2 separate regions of the Oryctolagus cuniculus genome follow, and region 2 is linked to region 1. Evidence: chromatin contacts called from public Micro-C data. All regions are on one chromosome and are shown on one strand. Each heading gives the region's core, a stretch centred on a gene start, on an enhancer-like site or on the middle of the called end of the contact. The rest is flanking DNA. Distances are from core to core; before and after follow the strand shown.

Region 1 (3,600 bases), core at 593-3,092:
AAATTACTAATGACAATAGAAAAATATGAGCACAACTCAAGGTCAGATAAATCACAGAAAAAGAAACACAAATTGTTCTATTTTGAGATGTTCAGCTTCACTCATAACAAAACACATGCATTAACACTTCAGCTTGAAATCATTTTCACCTGTCTGATGGCGTGGGGGTTGTGGAAAAACAAGCCGTCTCGCATGGTGCTAGGGAGGGGGAAACGGAGACTGTCATGGCAACCTGCCAGTATCTATCAATGCGGAAACCAATTTTTGCCAGCAATTCGACTTCCTAGAATTCCTCCTGCAGATACACTCACACTTACATACAACTCAATATAAACAAGGACGCTGAAGCACTGTAGGCGATAGGAAAATACCGGACACTCAAATGTCCAAGCCTCAGGAACTGTGAAATGATTATGCTACACAGGTACAACAGCACAAAGCAGTTCTGCGTGTTAATAAATGAAACAAGCATGGCATGGCATTTTAAATACATTATTACATGTATCAGCACTGACAGAGGCAATAAACATAAAAACGCTAACGTGCATGAATCTGAAAATATTTCCAAAAACTCATGATCACATGGCCTGTGGGGCGAACTGCAAGGCGAGGATAGAGGAAAAACATGGATAATTGTTTCTCCCCCTACCTTTTGTGATAATTCTGTTTTGTTGTTGTTGTTGTTGTTGTTGTTGTTGTTTTGTCTTTTGTACGCATTACCTGTTTTTGCTCATTGCAATTCCATTCATTTTTTTTTTTTAAATCTGTTCGCGTTTAGTGACGTGGAACCCTTAAACCACGTGTAAGGCTGGCTGTGTCACGAGAGGTGCCGCCGAGGGCCCACAGGCGGGGTGGGCCTGGCACCTCCTGGCACAGGAATCGGGAGGTCTCGTCAGGAACACCGGTTCCCGGGCCCCACCTCAGCCGGACCGCACGGAGAGTCCCGGCCTGGCGCCCGGAAACCTGCAGCGCCGCCGGGCCGCGCTCACTTTGCAGCCCGGGTTTGGGGGGCCGGTGAGCCGGCACGCGCAGCGTCCCCCGAGCCCCGGGCCTGCCGTCGCCGTCGCCTCCTTTTGCTCCCCGCCGCCATCTGGGGACGCTCTTCTCAGGACCCGGATCCGCGCCGCCTCTCAGCCACTGCGGTCGCGGAGCCCCAGGGGGAGCGGGAGCCCGCGAGCCGAGAAAAGCCGAACGTAGCGGGGAGAGAGCAGGGAGCGGTGAGGGCGGGTGAAGCTGTTTAAGAAAAGCAGGCGAGCAACGACGGAGGTAGAAAGGAAATTCTGGGGAGAAAAAAAAAAAAATCCTCGACTCCGCCGGGACTCGAACCCGGAACCTTTGAATGCCTTCAGCCTCTAGAAGTCCAATGCGCTATCCATTGCGCCACGGAGCCACCTGTTGGAGTCTCCGCGCATCTGCCATATTAAGCCAGAGGCGACGGCCTCGCGCCCTTCCCACCACCCCCTCAGTCTTCTGTGTCGCCGGGGCCGGCCGCTGTGCACAAGGGGCTGCCAGCCGGCGCAGCCGCCTCTAACGCGGGCCTCGGGCGCCGCTCGCTTCTCCCGGAGGCCGACGAGCCCCGAGAGCGAAGCCCGCCGCAGTCTGCCGCTACCGGTCGGTCGCTCGGAGAGCAGCCAAAGGCCGTCTCCGACCCGCCCCTGCCTAGCCCTACGAACCTCGGCTGCGCCCTTTCCTCCCCGGCTCCCTTCCTGCCCCGAGCGCCCCCGCCCACCACCAGGTCTCTCCGGCCGCAGTCCCCGACCGGCCTGGCCCCGGAGACAGAGGCCCGAGCCGGCCGGCCGTTGCGCCGTTAAGCCGGGCCGGTGGCGCCGGGCACTTACGTCGCACCTTTGAGTGGCCGATGCCCAGCGGCTGCCCCTCGGACTGCGGGGCGTAGACAGAGCCCCTTCTCCGGCCCCGGCTCTTCCCTCGCGGCCGGCAGCCCGGACCTGCCCCTGCGAGCGCGGGCCGCGGCGACGTCTGTGTGCGTGCTTATGCGTGTTTATTTACGCGGGGGTTCGGAAAAAAAAGGGGGGGTTTGGGTTGCATTTCGCTCCCCACAGACCCAGAGCCGAATTTCTGAGGTATCCGGGCTCTGGTGGACTGAGGGGGGCGACGCGCCCCCGGGGCCGCAGCATCCTCCGACAGCCTGTGCGAGCGCCAGGGGCTACCTGCAAGGGCGCCGCGCAGCCGCCCCAGTCCGCGCGCCCGGGGCTCGCGGCTGCGTGGGCGGCAGCCAGGAGGGGGACGGCGCGCGTGGGAGCGCTGCGAGCATGCGTGTGCCGGCGTGTGAGGTCGAGGGCGCGCGCCCGAGCGCCGCCGCCGCCGCTGCGGGGCTTCCTGGTGCTGCTGCTAAGGAGGGCGCGGCCGGCTCGACCCCGAGAGGTGGGGGGTGGGGGACGGGCAGCGGGTCTCCAGTGCCCCCTAAACCCCACAAGCGCGACCCCGAAGCCGCTCGAAAGAGACGATGTAAATGAAAGCTGGGTGGTTGCTACGCAACCGCCGCCGAGCGCGGAACGGTGGCTGGCTCGCCGCTCCAATCAGCGCGCGGCCCTGCCGGCCGCCTGCACGGCCGTCGCCGAGCCGCCGCGGGGCGCGCTCCTCAGGCTGCAACACCGCCCACTTCTGCAGCGAAGCGGGCTAGCCTCAGCCCACCCTGTGGTTTTCCTCCCTGCCCGGAGTCACCAGGCATCAAAGTGCTCACCCCAGGAAGAGCCTGGCGTGGTTGGGATCTTTGCATTCTTGTTTAACAATCCCGCAGCCGTGCTGGCGCGGGTGCTATCGTCCCCTTCTTAAAGAAGGAAAACTGCAGCCGAAAGAGGTTAAATCAGCCGTGTAGGGGCACCCAGCTGGTGAGTGTGGAGATCTGTGAAAGGTCTGAGAGTGTTAGCTTTCACAGTTTCGGGAATGCTGACAGAACACACTACACTCGGGTCAGAGACGAGAGACTGTTGTAACAAAATTAACCAGAGCATTGGCAGGTTTGTGTTGATTACCTAAATTACCCCGATTCTTACAGGAAAGATGCATGTGGGTCCCGAGGCTTTGCTTGCACACAAAATAGGTTGCCTTCAGGAGAGGAACGCGGAGCTTAGGGAATCCACGATTTGAGAGTGAGCAGCGGTAGCAAGCCTGTTCTTTGTTCCATGCAGAGACATTACCTCATCCCTCAAGACTGCACGCTACGAACACAACCCCTTGAGAAATGGCCCAAGTACAGAGTTGATCAGAGCTGTACATTCTTGGCACAGGCAGCGACAGCGTGCACAGACCCTAATGGTGAACTGCCTCGACAAACAGTAAGTGAAAGGGCCCTGATTGATACCAGGCCTGTTTCTTTCCACCCGCACATAAACAAGGTTCCTTGGAAGCAAGCATTTTATGTGTAATGTTGTTATGCCCCCTCTCATGATATAAAACAAATGTCTTTGCATTGCACGCAGGAAGAATTCTCACAATGGACGAAATTAGGCCTTAAAGTAGAAGATGGCTTAAAATCGTGTTTAGCAGTATTTAAACAAATCTTGACTGAATGCTGCAATGCACCAGGCACTGATCCACTGATCATTGGGGTTTCTCACAGCCCAAAGGGGGAAGAGATGC
Region 2 (3,600 bases), core at 637-3,136, 420 kb after region 1:
GAATTTAAGGGAAAAAATCTAAATGAAAAGTTAAATCTAAATAACAATCCTGCATTATTTTCCTATATGTATCTTTAAAAAGTGTTCTGTTCACACTTTAGCTTCCTGGAAGTGTGGATAATTTAAGTATGTAGTGGTAAAAATATTTTCAAACTATAAAGAAACATAAAATAAAGCTATGCCACCTTCTTTCATGGATGACACACTATAATCAATGATTACACAAAGCAAAAGGGAAATGATCAATACTGCTTGAGAACCCAGTCAATATAAAAGTTAAAGTTACATAGCCCATTTACTCTACAATGTTCCCCAACATACGAACAATTAATGTTATCTACAAAACAGAGAGGCTCTCCAGGCATCGTGCTGTGCTTACAAACCGACAAGCACTTGTCCAGAATCCTGCAGCAGGCTGATGTGGCCGCTAAGGAGGTGTCTCACACGAGGAACTCTTTCAGCTCTAAATTCCACAGGCTGCGAGTGAGGTGAAAAATACGAAATCATTCTGCCCTTCAATCGATCGACCTGCTCTCACTCCCACCCTAACAATGCACAGACTCGCACAAGTGCAAGCTCTCTCTCCCCTTTCTCTGCAGTGATTTCACCAGATCCTCGCAAACAAAAGGCACGGAAAATATGCACAGGTGGGATAAAAAGGGGAGTGGCTGAGGCCAGGCCGCCCCCGGGACAGCGCCCCCACGCCGCCGGCTTCCCCGGCCGGCCGCAGCAGAGAAATCACTGCCCGCCGCACCTCCACCCTGCTTGGCGGCGGCCGGTCCTCCGACCTATCACGCCCCACCCGCACCTTGGCCAGACCACGGGCATTGTCTGGAGCCTCCAGCGCTCAAGACAGGCAAGGCGGAAAGAGAAAAGGAAAAGGGGCGAAATAAAGACCGAATGGGGAATAGAGCAACCGGAGAGCCGAGCGGCTCCTTTAGGCAGCATTAGCTTCCTTCTGGCAAAATCAGTCGACGCCCGATTTCATTCAGGTCCCCGGCCCACCAGCCGAGTGCCCCCTAAGCTCTGCCCGTCCCGAGCACGGGGGCAGGGAGGGGAATGGGCGTGTAGCTTGGGCCTGGCTGGCCGGAGGCCGGGCTGCGAACAAAGCCGCCCAGCTCCCCTTACCTGGGGCTGGGGCGGCGCCTCCCGGCTCCCCGCGCCGTCCCGGCTCGGCGACGCCTCAGCCCTGCGGCCCCTGGCCGCGAGGGGGGTCACGGCAGGCCCCTTCCCCACTCGCGAACAGCGCCCCTTCGGGACAATGGGCCCCCTCCCCCGCCTCCAGGCGGGGAGATACAAAGGGAGAGAAGCGCGGCCCGGCGCGGAGCCAGGCGCCCGGAAAGTGAAGGCGGAGGAGGGAAAAGGGAAGGAGAGGATCGCGGCGGACGCCGAGCCCGCGGGCCGCCCCGCCGACAGTGCGGGGCGCTGCCCCAGAACCCCGCGGCAGCGGCAGGGGCGGGCGCGCCAGCTACCGCCCCCTCGACCCCCCGGCGAGGTCTGCACACAAAGACGAGCGTGGACCCTCACCCTCCGCCGGCGCCGGGGCGCGGACGGCCCAAGGCGCCCTGGCCGCCGACGGTCAGCGGCGCCCGCCCAGCCCGCGCCTCCCGGGAGCCACGGTCGTCGCGGGGCGCACCGCTCCCCGACTCACCCACAGCTCCGTGCCCCAGCTCATGGCGGAACCCGAGGCGGCTCGGACCGTCTGGCTGCCCCGCTGTCCGTTCGTCGGCTCCGCCGTCAGTCTGTCCGACCTCCCGCTCGCTGCCTGGCGGGCGCGCGGCTCAGCGGCTCTGCCTCGAAAGCTGCCGCCAGCGCCGGGCTCCCCAGTGAGTGAGAAAGACGCGACTGGAGAAGCCGCCGCCGCGTCCCCGCCTCCCGGAGTCGGGGGGGGGGGGGGGGGCCGGGGCCGAGGGGAGGCGGGACGCCGAGCCGGGAGGGGGCAAGACGCGGTGCACTGTGGGATCGGGGCGGACCCGCGCGCGGCTGGCCGCGGTCGGAGGGGTCCGCGCGCGAACGTGTCTGCCGTCAGCCCCCGTCACGCGTGGGGTCTCCGGCCGCCTGCCCCTCGGGACGCGGACAGTCCCTTCCGTCGCCGCCGCTCAGATCCCTGTCTCCCAGATGGAAAGGGAGGAAAGGAAAAGACGCCCACTGCCCCTGTTACCTCACCTCTGCTCTGAGCCCCAGTAGGCGAAGCAACTCCAGTCTACACCTTCCTGCCTCTTAACTCCACAAAAGCCTTGGAATTAGAGAATTGTGTGTGTGGTGTGTGTGTGTGTGTTTTAAAATAACTGTAATTAAAAACAAGCGGTTAAGAGGATCTCTCAGTTCGAGCCTGATTTGCCACCTCACGTTTCTTGGGAATCACCACAATGTGTAGAGGCTGAATGTCAAATTCCATTGCTACCTACCTGATACTCTTTTTAATTTAAAATATTTTTTATTTTATTAAGTTTTGTCAAGAAATCATAAAAAGAAACAAAATGCCCAGTAATGGTTTGGCAATGTTGAATATTGCCATGACCTGAAATGGAAGATGTGGACTAACGTGAGCCCGGCTGTCGCCCGCGGGGGACCAGGAGCTTGTCCGATGCCCGGGAGTGGGCTCTTCGTGGATGGGGGTTGGGTGGCAGCCAGACGACCCTTTCCAGCATCTGGGGTCTGTCACTTCAGAAAATGGGAGCCTTGGAGGAGAAACCGCAGAGTTCCTTCTCTGCCTCGCTCCGTCGACAAGTTGGGCTGGTGCTGGGTGGATGTCGGGCACAGTATGTTTAGCAACTCCCCAACATATGCTTTAGTATTAATTGCTTCCCTCCTAAAACACACACACACACACACACACACACACACACACTTTGCAATCCAGTCAACTAATAGAGCGCTCCTCGGGGCGTGCTGACTGCTGGGCTCCAGGCTCTGGGTCTGCATTTCCGACTCCTCGCTTGCCCGGCCTGCACAGGGGCCCCAGTCCCCTGCCCGTTTCCGCGGGTCCTTGCCTAGCCGCTGCCCCTGGGGGTGGAGCCAAACAGCAGGAGCTCTCCTGACACACCTGGCACCGCGCTGGCTGAATTCTTCGCTGTCGTTCTCTGAGGCCAGCTTGAGCATACACTCTTCTTCAACTGGGTTATGGCCAATTTTTAAATGTGTATTTGTGCCATACAGTGAAAGTCTGGGAAGCCTCAACTGAACATCTTCTGATATTTTTCTATACAGACACTATTTCATATAGAATTTCTTCCAGGTTATTTATGTCACCTAGCACTACCGACTCCCTCTCTCCTCTCCTATCCCCTTCTCTCCTCTCCTCGTCTCTCAGTGGCTCACTAGACTTTATGAATGTTTAGCAAACACAAGTAACATTAATTAGTAAAGGAAACTATATTTATTAACTGCAGGTCTCATTACTTAGAATCACTCCAGTACTAAAAATGTGTGTTATCTAAAGTAGATAAAAATTAAGACATAGGAGCATAACTGAAATATGCTTTCCCTTTCAAAAGTAAAATACAAGGAGTCTTCCAAGAGTTCATGGAAAAATGCATATTATGAAAAACTTAAGGGACTCCAAAAATTTTTGCACCAAAATAAAGTTATCTTTTAATT

Evidence for each region. A called contact is a pair of places that touch in the nucleus more often than the background predicts.
Region 2: a contact with region 1 is called in a Micro-C map of ear pinna, with 3 times the contacts expected there. The contact joins the promoter of FNBP1L here to the promoter of BCAR3 in region 1. A contact is called at or near these places in 3 of 6 Hi-C or Micro-C datasets (ear pinna, psoas muscle and an unstated tissue).

The regions. Positions count from the first base shown.
Region 1 is chr7:76,793,703-76,797,302 of mOryCun1.1, forward strand. BCAR3 (BCAR3 adaptor protein, NSP family member) reads left to right here and starts at 1,843. Exons shown (of 17, transcript XM_051857484.2): 1 at 1,843-1,981; 2 at 3,150-3,296. It overlaps TRNAR-UCU (transfer RNA arginine (anticodon UCU)), which reads right to left and starts at 1,390; the gene lies at 1,306-1,390. It overlaps MIR760 (microRNA mir-760), which reads right to left and starts at 2,109; the gene lies at 2,050-2,109. It overlaps LOC103350121 (a long non-coding RNA gene), which reads right to left and starts at 1,982. Exons shown (of 3, transcript XR_001794503.3): 1 at 1,846-1,982.
Region 2 is chr7:77,213,493-77,217,092 of mOryCun1.1, forward strand. It overlaps FNBP1L (formin binding protein 1 like), which reads right to left and starts at 1,887. Exons shown (of 15, transcript XM_017346074.3): 1 at 1,652-1,887. The coding sequence starts at 1,675.